Regions from separate parts of the Mus musculus genome. Here all the other regions are linked to region 1. The links are chromatin contacts, called in public Hi-C maps. All regions are on one chromosome and are shown on one strand. Each heading gives the region's core, a stretch centred on a gene start, on an enhancer-like site or on the middle of the called end of the contact. The rest is flanking DNA. Distances are from core to core; before and after follow the strand shown.

Evidence for each region. A called contact is a pair of places that touch in the nucleus more often than the background predicts.
Region 2: a contact with region 1 is called in a Hi-C map of uterus, with 2.7 times the contacts expected there. The contact joins two enhancer-like sites. A contact is called at or near these places in 7 of 39 promoter capture datasets (the 3T3-L1 cell line, 3T3-L1-derived adipocytes, cranial neural crest and 3 more), 1 of 15 datasets of contacts at CTCF or cohesin (embryonic stem cells), 19 of 484 Hi-C or Micro-C datasets (the HL-1 cell line, the HPC-7 cell line, adipose-derived mesenchymal stem cells and 12 more) and 1 of 115 datasets of contacts at active chromatin or transcription factors (astrocytes).
Region 3: a contact with region 1 is called in a Hi-C map of muscle stem cells, with 2.0 times the contacts expected there. The contact joins two enhancer-like sites. A contact is called at or near these places in 2 of 39 promoter capture datasets (cranial neural crest and hippocampal neurons), 25 of 484 Hi-C or Micro-C datasets (the N1E-115 cell line, adipose-derived mesenchymal stem cells, brain and 16 more), 1 of 115 datasets of contacts at active chromatin or transcription factors (astrocytes) and 1 of 9 other capture datasets (embryonic stem cells).
Region 4: a Hi-C map of muscle stem cells shows a contact between it and region 1, with 2.9 times the contacts expected there. The contact joins two enhancer-like sites. A contact is called at or near these places in 4 of 39 promoter capture datasets (cranial neural crest, hippocampal neurons, liver and 1 more), 7 of 484 Hi-C or Micro-C datasets (the G1E-ER4 cell line, adipose-derived mesenchymal stem cells, cerebellar granule neurons and 4 more) and 1 of 115 datasets of contacts at active chromatin or transcription factors (embryonic stem cells).

What each region holds. Positions count from the first base shown.
Region 1 is chr1:194,807,130-194,809,941 of GRCm38.p6, forward strand. It overlaps Plxna2 (plexin A2), which reads left to right. Exons shown (of 32, transcript NM_008882.2): 29 at 373-542. Among named protein-coding and RNA genes, the nearest start is that of Mir3962, 13 kb to the right of the region's middle. Within about 2 kb of position 1,357, at least 29 of the 459 cell types and tissues checked have an H3K27ac peak or open chromatin away from gene starts, as enhancers often do. A contact at or near this core is called in muscle stem cells and uterus, where this site is marked.
Region 2 is chr1:193,381,949-193,385,184 of GRCm38.p6, forward strand. No RefSeq gene overlaps it. Among named protein-coding and RNA genes, the nearest start is that of Camk1g, 13 kb to the left of the region's middle. Within about 2 kb of position 1,308, at least 101 of the 459 cell types and tissues checked have an H3K27ac peak or open chromatin away from gene starts, as enhancers often do. A contact at or near this core is called in uterus, where this site is marked.
Region 3 is chr1:193,705,676-193,708,512 of GRCm38.p6, forward strand. The region is part of intron 3 of Gm31870 (a long non-coding RNA gene); the gene reads left to right. Among named protein-coding and RNA genes, the nearest start is that of Gm31870, 52 kb to the left of the region's middle. Within about 2 kb of position 1,451, at least 3 of the 459 cell types and tissues checked have an H3K27ac peak or open chromatin away from gene starts, as enhancers often do. A contact at or near this core is called in muscle stem cells, where this site is marked.
Region 4 is chr1:193,574,869-193,577,902 of GRCm38.p6, forward strand. No RefSeq gene overlaps it. Among named protein-coding and RNA genes, the nearest start is that of Mir205hg, 66 kb to the left of the region's middle. Within about 2 kb of position 1,328, at least 45 of the 459 cell types and tissues checked have an H3K27ac peak or open chromatin away from gene starts, as enhancers often do. A contact at or near this core is called in muscle stem cells, where this site is marked.

The DNA of each region.
Region 1 (2,812 bases), core at 107-2,606:
CCCCCCAAGCTCCACCAGGGGTCAGACTCCCTGAGCACCCTCTATAGACTCTGCTGCCAGTTTGAGTCCTCTCATTTATTTTAGGACATTCATTTCCTATCTTCCCATCAAATGTCCTGAGCTCATACCTTCAGGGCACACTGCCACAGATTAGAAGAGAGATCTTTCTATGGATTTCCAGACATGTCAGTCTCTCCCAACTCCACATCCCACCCAGTATCTACCTCACTCCTGCCTCTCTACCTATACACTCTTGCATTTCAGACAAATTTCCAAGGTAAGATGGGTCCAAGGCCCCATCTGGCATGCCTTCTGCTGCCCTCTGGCACCCACTAACTATTTCATTGTCCCCCTCCCCACTTTCTCCCACAGGGCACCCTGCAGAAATTTGTGGACGACTTGTTTGAGACCTTGTTCAGCACTGTGCACCGGGGTAGTGCTCTCCCCCTAGCCATCAAGTACATGTTTGATTTCCTGGATGAGCAGGCAGACAGACACAGTATCCACGACACAGATGTGCGGCACACCTGGAAAAGCAACTGGTAACCCTGGGGGAGCTCAATGGGAATGCCACCTGAGGAGGTCCAGCATTTTGGGGGTTGGAGACCAGCAGAAGCTAGAGATGAGAAGTAGAGATGGGGGCTAGGTTATCTGGCTCCTGGAACACATCACGCACACATACACACTACACACACACACACAGACACTGCAGAGTCAACATCATCCCCAAGGCTGCCTGCTACAAGTGGGCCTTGCCTAGCCTGAGCTATGCATATCATTTTGAGTTCTGCCTCACCATTGTGACCCTTCCTTTGGTAAAACTGTTCCCTATGATGTAGAATCTTCTAGTTATCAAGAGGAAGAAACTAAGGAACATAAACAAAGCTGTATATAAAACCTACATGCAATAGATGACTGTGAGCATCCACTTAGCTTTGCAGTCTATCACTGTTAAACCTTCTGAGAGATGTGCTTCTGAGCTGGGACCCTTGGTAAAGATGGCCAGCTCTGGGGATGAAGCTGGTACTTGCTAGACTTGACAAACCCACAAGTATGAGATTGCATTGCAGACTTGCTCTCTTAAAGCCAAGTTTTAACCCCAGCATCATAGCTTTCAGGAAGCAACAGAAAGAATGATTTTTGTTCAGGTCTCTTCTACATCCAGAATAGTGGTGGGAGAAGCAGCTTCTGATAGTGCCTAGGATGAAGCTTTTCCCTCCCAGGTTTTAAGACTGGACTACAGACCATGCTAAGGACCAGCTTATAGACCAGACAAGACAGCCAAGAGCCAGAGTCAAAAGGCTTTCTCTAGGACTGAGCACAAAGGAGAGAAACATTTGGATTGGGCAGGAAGCCCACACAGCTGTCTGGAGTCAGCAATCCCCAGAAAACAGAGCTGACACAGATGGGTTCAGGCTGTCATTTGGAAATCAAAAGTCCTAGCAACCAGCAAAATACTTTGAGAGAGCCAATGGGGCCTTGGAATAGACTTTCATTCTTTTGATGTTGTGGGCCTCCTCATCTGCAATTTTTGGTCACAGTGGAGTGATATGGTTCAGTGGCAGTAGATGAAGAATACTCAGTAAGCCCCTACCAAAACAGATCCATGGTGTCTCCTCAGCTTTGCAGGATGTTGAGCCCAGTACTGGGACTAGCTGTTTGGTTAAAATCAGGAGAAAGTTAAAGGTTGTTTGCTTCTCTGTGCCTTCTGGCTAGACTCAAGCAACAGCAATGCACCCCCTCCCCACTGTGATAGTGTGATAAAGTCATGTGGCTTACACTTCACATAACAAATGTCCAAGGAAAAGAGCTTAGACATGTCCAGCCAGCTCTGTCAGAGAAGGACAAGACAGAAGAGCTGTGCCAAAGCTGGCTGAGGCAGCTCCTCCTAGGTTTCAAGGAAGGGTTGCAAGTTGGAGGGCAAGCAAAATTTACAACAGGAGACTTGGGAGGGGATAAACACTGACATTTACAATACCTATCATTAAAAACACACTTGGAAAATTCCAAGTTGGTGAAGTCAGCAGAATTCAAAGAAAGAATAGCAAGAGCTAAGGGCACTATCTTGGGCTAGGAGGGCAAGCCCGTGACAGGGTTCATGCCACACAGGTATTAGAAGAGTCAAGGCTGGAGGGCAGCCAGAGAAGGCAGACTTCAGAAAGAGGCAAAACAGTAGCTACAGAAACTGTTTTGAAGGCAAGCAATGGGCTTAATCCCTCCTGGAATTGGGAACATTGAAGGCTATTCCTCTGCCTTTAGATTCCAGAGTCTCAGAAGCAGTCTATCTTTAGGGAAAAACTCAGAGCCACAGTGGGCTATTCTCTCTTGGAATACCAGCAACAGGTCCCTCACTTCCCTCTGCCATGCTGAGACACAAAAAGCCCTGGAGGAGACCCCTGAAAGAAATTACTCCATGAGGAACCTGTCCTCTGACTCAGTACTGAGAACTGTCTCAATGGCAGACTGGCTCCAGAGGGTAGTGTCCCCACTGAGGCAGTACTTAGGACTGACTGACCATTTCATCCTTTTATACAATGGCTGTGACCTCTGTGAGAGACTCTAAGAGCCTGATGGGTTTGTCTGAAACCTTGAGGACATTGTGCTGTTTTCTGTAGTTGACCTTCCCCTTGGGCACTGAGGCCTCTGGAAAAGCCTATCAAGAAGGGGCAAAGCCCAGACACACCCAACCCTCAGCTGTTAGGGAGCAGAGCAAATAAATGCCTTGGTATAAGAAGATCAAAACCACTCTGCTTTCTCCTGCATCTGGGAACATCATAAGATGAGCAACTAGCTCCTGTTGGACCAGTTTCTG
Region 2 (3,236 bases), core at 58-2,557, 1.4 Mb before region 1:
TCCTCCTGTTTTTTTGTTCTCCATCTGGAAACCCCCTCCCCCATGAGCTGTGTGCAGAATGCAGTGTGTCAGAATTCATCACGGGGCCAGCTGTTGCTGTATGTTTTGCGAAGCACAATTCCCACTTTGGGTCTGCCTGACAGCACACTTGTAAGAAAGCAAAGCTCCGTTTTGTGGTTTTGTGCTTTTAACTACCTAGAGACATGTTCATAAGAGCTGATTTGGCCACAGTTCCGTGGGACTATGCCTTTAGGAATGCCAAGCCCACTCCTAAGCTGGCTGGAGACCCTTCACAGTCTAGAGTGACTGCCTGGAGCCGGCAATAATTCCCAGACATTTCTCTCAGCAGAATCCCAGTGGTAGAGGTGCCTTTGAGATAGCAACAGAAGAGCTGAGTGGAATGTGGGGATGGGGTGGAGTACGGGCTGACTGTGTATCTTTGATAGCGTTTTTAAACACAATAGCCAGCACTAAGCTCCACCTGCTTTAGGGTTTCTATTACTTGGGAGGAAAGTGTTTATGTCAGCTTATTGTTTCACATCACAGTTCATCCCTGAGGAAGCCAGGGCAGGAATACCGGAGGCAGGATCTCAGACGGAGGCTGTCTGCTTTCTTTCAGCCAGGACCACCAGCCCAGGGGTGGCCCCACCCACAATGGGCTGGACTTTCCCACGTCAATCATTAGCTAAGACAGCGCGTCACAAGCTTGCCCACAGGCCGCTTTTATGGAGGCATTTTCTCAACTGAGGTTCCCTCTGTTTAGGTGGTCCTAGCTTGTGTCCGGTTGACAAAAACACAAACAAACAAACAGCTGGCACAAATGAAAACTAGATTTCGAGGAGATTGGACTTTCACAAGAAAACCTGGAAATGGGGAGGCTGAGTACCAAGGAAAAAGCGACACCGGAAGCCAATGGTTGACTCCCTGAGGTGCGCTAACAAGGACCATGAGTTATTCTGTGTTTGGATTAGCAGACCCCTCCTGATGAGATGAGAAGCTCTCAGAGGTCTCAAGGAAGGGATGGCTAGCCTGGATGGCAGTTCAGGTTCCGAGTGCAGGACCAGAGCCCTCTGCTGGCCATCTAGAGCTCAGCCAGTGACCTGTTTTTGGACTTCCACTCATTCCAGCAACAAGGGCAAAATACAAGCCCAAGGCCCAGGAACAGGTCCTCTCCCCACATTTATGTTTCCCAATTCCACTTTTCAGTTTAAAAAAATATATTATTGTTGGGTGGGCTTGAGCCACTGATGAGATAGTTTTTACTTGCATTTTCTTTGCAGTTACAGAAGGCTGCCACTGTGGGGCAGGGTACTCCCCGCTTGTGTCTTTGTCTTTCTCTGTGTCTGTATATTCTTTCTCTCCCCCCACCCGTCTGTGAGTGTGAACATGAGAAAGTGTGTGTGCACGTGTGTGAGAGAGTGTATGGGAACATGTGAGAGAGACGGGGTGGGAGACAGAGACAGAGAGAGAGAGAGAGAGAGAGAGAGAGAGAGAGAAAGAGAGGAGGGGTTCACCCTTATGTCTCCTCTCCAGGCAGAGTGAAAGAGAGGTTAGATTTGGGGGAGGATGCCCAGTTTGCAGCGTATCCCCAGGTAGAATCCCCAGGGAAGGGAAAGAGAAAAGGGGGGAGGAAAGGGAGAATGAGAAGGCTCCAGGGCCATCATTTACAGGTGACCTGTGTGACCAGGGAGGCAACTCCTTGGGAAAATTCAAGAAATGTTTTGTGCTCTCTACTTATTGTCTGGTAAATTGCTAGGAATATTATACTTTTGTGGAGAAGGTGACCAGACAATACCTGGAGGGGTCTTCAGCCATTGTTAGGGCGTCAGCAAGACTGTCTCATATGAACTGGATCTCCCTTTAAACAATGACCTGAGTGCAGACACCTTCTCTGTGGAACTGTTCATAATTGCAATATTTGGGTTTATCTAGAAGGTAGACCTGCCTCCTTTGAAAAATTAGAAGTAATTTCACAGGAATGGAACTGGGCAGTGGCCAAAATCATGGTGCTCTCTAGTGCCAGAGGCTGGGTTACAACCCTGTCTCTCTCACTCACTGACTCTGTGATCCAAGCAAGCGACATCTGTGCTGTGCCTTGGTTTCCTCACTTATAAAAGGGTCACCAAGACGGCTCAGCAGAGAAAGGTGCTTGCAGTGCAAACTTGGCAATCCCTGAGACCCGTGTAGAGGTAGAAGGAGAGGACTGATCCCCTAAAGTCCTCTGACTGCCACACGTGACCTTTCCTACCATATACTCAATAGCGATCATGAAATTAAAATGGAGCTGTAAATGGCACTTACCATACAAGGTTGTTTTGAAAGTTAAAACAATACTGAGCACTATTATTAGAAAAGAATAAGCAATAGCTGTCACCTGTAAACATCACCATCATCATCATCACCACCACCACCATCATCACCATCAGAAAATCATCATCATCACCTTAATCATCGCCCTCATCATCTTAACCATCATCATCACTACCATGACTCTCACCATGATCACCATCACGACCACCATCACTACCATTATCATCGACATGAGGCTATGAATCTTTGTGAGAAAACAGATATGAAGAAGTGTGGTGAACAGCCTGTGTCCACCACTGTCCACTTCATCCCTCCCATCAGCACTGAGGGCTCCCACCTGGAGGGTGGACAGTATTGTGCTCATCACTGTGGGCAGGGGATTGCGGTTTGGTGTGACTTCTGCTGGAGACATTAAATATCCCCATAGGATTGGTCACAGGATAGCTAGAAGCCGCCACTGTGAGGAGCCCGACATCTGTTGGCTCGGATTCTCTGGTGTCTGTGTGGAGCAGAGTTACACTGCTGAGGTCGAGTCAGAAGTCAAATTTTCTACAAATACCTCACAAGTTTTTGATCCATCTCAAGTTTGAGAGTGAAAGAGACAGACAGATTGGCAGGGAGTCCTCTTGTCTCAGGTGCCCTATTAAGAGACCTGCATGCACGCAGGCCGGTACTGTTTAAAGCCCGGTGTTCTTCTATACTTCTTCCCATTGGTAAAGAGATTCAGTATCAGTTTACTTGGAATATTTGGCAACCATTTCCTGAAATTGAACATACCACCTGGACATCTGATCAGTAACCGTTAAAGGATGAATCATGTAGCCGGGAAAGACAGTTCAGTGAGTAAGAGTGCTCGACGTGCAAATGTGAGTTCCTGATTTCAGATCCCAGCACCAAGGGGAAGAGCTGAACAAGGCCACCTGTGT
Region 3 (2,837 bases), core at 201-2,700, 1.1 Mb before region 1:
AGCCACAGGGCAGATCTGAAGTGGCGCTCATTCCCTATACAATGGCATGTACACTAACTCTTTGGAATTGATCTCTAGGTTGCAATGGGTTAGTAGCTAGTGTCCAGATAATTAAAAAGCTGATTGGCTTGGGAAACCAAACCAAACCAAACCAAACCAAACCAAAACACCCTGTTGATTTATATCATACATATTATGAGCAAAAGGAACATACCATTGGAAACAACCAAAACAGCCTGATGCAAGTATGGATTTGTTTAAATATTTAAAATCCTCCTAAGCTGTCCTGACAAAGCATAGCTCTTGCTCCAATGGGAGTAAGAGACAGTTTATTCTGAACCAAACACATTGATTGTGATGATGGACCAAGAACACGGGGTCCTGATTTCCAAATGGCTTGCTTTGTGGTGGGAGAGATTGCACAAACTTTATATAATCACAGAACCAGAAGAAGCCTGAAGTTACAAGGTTTACAAGCTCATGGTGAGGGTGCCAGGCAGGCCGGTGACAGCTGGGCAGTCTCTTCTCTAGGCTTCTTGTTGTCTCTAGGCTTGGTGAAAGATAGAGGTCTGCTAAGTCCTACATTCCAAGTGTCTACCTAGTCATCAAAGAGATGGGCAGATACAGAGGCTCGTAGTGGCTGTGAAGGAGACTGAGGACAGCCCAAGGCGACTCCATCTCTCCAGTGTCACACAGCTTTGACAGTAGACAGCATGTCTGCAGATGCGGCAGCTTTAAAGAACTTCAGCTCATAAACTCAGACATTCCAGCTGTGTATTAGCAAATCCAAAGACCCTGGTAAGAACTAGCATTTACTACCTCCAGGTAGAGTTCAAATTCTCATATGACTCTGTCAGATCACAGAGATTATTGTGATCTTTTGATCCTTGGGAAAATGGAGTATCTGGGGGTGGCAGGGTGAGAAAATAGTGATGTAAACAATACAGCCTCCTCTACATGTCTTTTTTCCCTCATCTATCCTCTTTCTCTGTCCCTCCCCCTCTGTTCTCCCCCTATGTACTCCCCTGTACTCTCCCTCTGTCCTCCCCCTCTGTCATCCCCTATTTCTCTTTTCCCAGCCTAACCTCTCTGCATCCCTCTTTGTCCTTACTTCTGTCCTCTCCCCTGCTCCCCCATCCTCCCCCTTCTGTCCTCCCCATCTGTCTTCTCCCAGTCTAACTTCTCTGTCCTCCCCTTCTGTCCTCCCTCTCTGTCCTCCCCTATCTGTCTTTTCCCAGCCTAACCTCTCTGTCCTTCTCTGCCTCCCTCTTTGTCCTCTCCCTCTGTCAACTCCTTGTTCCCTCTGCTCCCCTGCTCTGTCCTCCCCTTTTGTAGTCTCCCCTCTGTCCTCCTCCTTCTATCCTTCATGGCCCATTCTCTTTTCCTCTGTGCTCCCACCCCAATCCCAGCTGTCTCTTCTCACTCTACTCACGGACTTTGCCTCTCACCAATCACTGACGATCAGCACTTTAGAGAACTTTAAAACCACTTCACTCAATTGCTCAATTGTAAGAGAGAGGGCTTTACTGGCCCCCTTTCATTGGCTGTATTAAAATCATGAAAGAAAAGGCAAAGCAAAATCAAAACTGAAACCAAAACTCACACCTACACACACACACACACACACACACACACACACACACACACAAACACACACACACACTATGGAACACTCTGCTTCTGCTTCCATGCTGCCTAGCAGCATCTCAGTGGTACCCAGGAGGAAGGAAGAGTAATCAAGGACATAGGTGAGAGACAAGGGAATATGGCTGGCATTGCCTGGAGCCGTGGGTAAGAAAGGAACACCAGCACGGGGTTATGGGCCAGACTGTTGTTCACAGGCCACCCGTCCATCTCCTGAGGAGTACAGAACACAGATAGCCATGTTTTGTAGAACATCAAGCCAAGATGCTCCTGGACAGGTCTTGTTTTTCTCTTGCATGTGGCCTGAGAAAACCAGTTTACTTGTTGGGCCAAAGATCAGTAAAACCCCAGTGGTTTTAAGCTCCATTTTAAATTGATGAGGAGCAAGAGAAGAGTGGTGCGGGCTGTGGCCATAGATGGCCGTGGAGCCCAGTTCTTGCCAATCCTGCAGGCTGCTGGCCTGCAGCTGCTTCTGGAATCCTGGAGCATTTGAGAAATGCCCAGGGCTGTGGGAATGTTCCTGTGTGAGCCACTTTCTCATGGTGTTTGTTCTTTCCAGAATTCACTGGCAGGGATGGGGGCCTCGGAGCTGAGGCTACCCCATCCGCAGAACGAGGTCCCAGCACACCTCCCTGTGGCTTTAAGCAACACTGTTTCTCTGCTGGGTCTCTGCCCTTCAGGAGGTGAACTTGTGGTGCCTGTGGGCAGCTTGCTTTTTTGCTTCCCATTAGAGCGAAAACATTTATCTGGCCAAATGAAGCCACTCTATACTATTCAAAAAGCAAATGTCCTTTAGCTATTCTTGTCTGATGTTTGTCTTCCTGTGTATTCTCTCTTATCTGGGGACTTTGTGGATTTTCTAAAAAAATCAATATAAGAGGCTAAAAGGAAGTTAGCAAGCGCTACCTATAAAAGCTACATGGAAAAGGGAGAGAGAGGGAGGGAAAGGAGAAGCCATCCATTTCAGTGAACATCTGTGTGCCTAGCCACGTGTTAGGTGTTACAGCAAGACAGAAAAGTAAAGGCCATCCAACCACTATGTCCCTTGTACGTGTTTCAGTATGGAAGACAGCAAAGAGGCTGAAAGCTTGGATGATGATCAGAGCACATGGTGAAGTGTCAACTCTTCACCTCCCTGCCCCCCATAATTGAAGTAAGTTCTACATTCTGGGCCCCAAATTTTGTTTTTAAGA
Region 4 (3,034 bases), core at 78-2,577, 1.2 Mb before region 1:
TCGCTTTGGGAGATACCAGTGCTGACCTGTGGCAGAGAGGTGGGGTCCTTACTCAAGTATGGCCTTACACGCTCGCTCGCCCTGACTTTAGCCACAACCTTTCTGTTTGGTATGCTGTGCTACTGAGAAAATGTAAACTGCCTCAGCAAGTTCAGACGGGAGCATGGAACCAATGTGAAAGCTTTGCAAGGAGAAAGAGCTTGGCGAGAAGCTGGGCTGTTCACAAAGGCACTGCCAAGTCTGTGCCACACCATCCCAGAATCCCTGTCTGAAAGGGAATCACAGGGACTTGGAGTAAAACATGGTCGCAAATGCTCAATAGAAGAAATAGAGTCCTGGCCAGAGTAGAGAAAAAATAAAATCAAATGCTAAAGGGGAGTACCATAGATGGGGGATAACGGAAGTCCAGTTGGCAGGGTAGTGTCTTCTGTATCCTAAATCAACAGATTTCCTGACTACAAGGTACAGAACAGAAGAACTAGTCTCCAACTAGCAAGGCAACCAAACATATTTGCCTCTTAAGCCAGAGAGCAGGGGACAGTCTAAGCACCCTCTGGGATTTCTCCCAGCATGGACTTGGCTATTCTTTTCTCATATGTAGCTACTTCTCTATCCTGATTTTCTCTAGTAGGAGGGATGGAACTACTGTCCCCAACCCCATGCATATCAGTGGGAAAAGCAGGGACTTGGTTCTCTGGTAGTATCTCTGCCTAGGTGTGTGGTACAAGGGGCACTAGAGTTTACTGTGCACTTAACACTCACTAGCTGTACCTTCCTCTTTTCATCTCCAGGAGGGACCCAGGGGATAAGGGCACAGGGATCAGTGTTAGATCCTTGTGACTAATGGCTGTAGGAGACCAAGAATCTTTTCAGAGCAAGGCTCTAGATAGCCTGCTTGACTGGGAGGTTTCATTTTGTTATTTAAAAATGAAATCTTGGTTCTAAGGCCCTGACTTGTCTGTGACTTTTCAAAAATAAATTAAGAATATGGAAGTTCCTAGGGGACTAACACTTGGGGCTCACTGATGGCCAAAGGGAACAGACTCTAACCTTTGATTGATTTTTTCTTCTTCCGTGCTTATTCTGCTTTGCCTTCCTTCAAAAGGGCACTGAGCCCAGAGTCTAGGAGTTTGCCACGTGGTGCTTCTTAGGAAAATGCTAACGAGCCTTCTTTCCCACAGACATCACAAGCTGGTCTGGGTTCTGGGAAAGCTTCACGCAGGGCTATGCAAATGTGGAAGGATGGTGCCAGTCTCACAGAGCAGGGGTGGCCCACCAAGCCCTTAGCGCCTGCAGCTGCATTCTAAACACTAGGTGGCAGCACGGAACTTCCTAAGCTTCCAGAAGAGGCGAAGCTCAAACTGAGCAATTTCCCCTTAAGAAGGGCACGCACAGAACCATGCAAAATGGGAGCAGTAATTCTGGGACGTGGCTAATCTCTGTAAGTCACACGATTGCAGATACAAGTGACAGCTGCAATAGGGGTGATGTTCTCTCATTCGCCGTGTCACCAGGATGCTATTTCGAATCTTCTTGAGATTAGAAAAAGGATTACAATTGCCCCCAGAGCCTTGCTATGTAATTTTTATCAGCCTTGATCTCTGAGTTCCCCCAGGCTGTGTGTGTGTGTGTGTGTGTGTGTGTATTCACAAACATGTTTCTATTGTCTGTATTAGCACAAGGAATAGGCTCATGGTGTGATGTAAGGTTCTTATAAATGATGTGAGTTTGCCATTAGGTCTGTATTTCCAGACTGGTTCCTTACTTCAAGACTCTTGGCTTCTCAGTTGTTTTCATTCCCTTGGATTTTGTGGCATAACATCAATTTCATAGCTATGCAGTCAGTGCAGAGCAGAGTCACAGAACAACAACAACAACAACAACAACAACAGAACAACAGCAACAACAAAAAAGATTCTCCATCTTTATTTTAATGCTCTGTGCTATTGCTGTTTTAAAACATTTAGTGTTCTTTGAACAAGGGGTCTTGTATTTTATATAAAGTTGACATATCCTCCCTAAAGTTCTGGAGATGAATGAAACACATAAGTTTCAAAAAACTCCTGAAACTTAACAAGATTCATGGGTCCCATCTCAAAGTTATATAAATGCAACCACCTCCAAGTTGAACTTGGGGCTCCATTGGTGTATCTTTTATAAGTTGGACATCTGTTGAGGTGGGCTTTGGGGGATACAGCTGCCTTTTGGCCCAAGTGCTCCTGAAAGTTACCTCAGTGAACACACTGGTTCATTAGGTCAGACTTCAGTGGGACTATCGTCAGTACCCTGTCAGAGGGTGAATAGATGTTTGCTCACATCTCCCCAGAAAAATGCACACAACACTTTTCCACTGTGTCTGGGCTCCACACATCACACAGTTAGCCCTATTGCAAAGAAGCATAGCCAGAGGTAAATTCTAATTAAAATCTTGACTAATCTCTTTTCTCAGCTTAGAATAAAGCTATACAAAGTGTGAGCTTTTGGTCAGATGGGTTTGTGCTGCTTGTGGAATGTTCTTGGTGTTCTTCCTGGGGCCTCCTCCTCATTGGGAGAGCAAAGGTGTCCCCATATTATGGAGTACAGTGACTGTTAAATGTCCAGCACTTTGGAGATACTCAGCAATGCTGCTTGTCTATGTATCCATCACTCCTGGACATTAGCACCAAGTCTCAGGTGGATGCAGTTGGAGTTAAATCTTGGTTACATTTAAGAGTGAAGCAGCATTAGGGCTAATTCTATATTCCAATTTGCTGTGTGTTTAAAGAGTTCCTTTGTTTTTTAGACAAGGTATTGCTATGTTGTACAAGTTAGTTTGGAACACTCTATGTAGCCCAGGCTGGCCCGGAACTCATCATTCTGCCTCAGCCTGCTAATTCTGGGATTACAGACTTGTGTTGGGTACACTTGGCCCTTGAAAGCAGCTCACTATGCCTAGGTCTGTGTTTAGAGCAAGAGACGCATGCATGCCCATGGAGTTCTAATTTCTGTACCTCAGGTTATCTGCCTGTGTAGAACTCCTTACATGTTCTAGAAC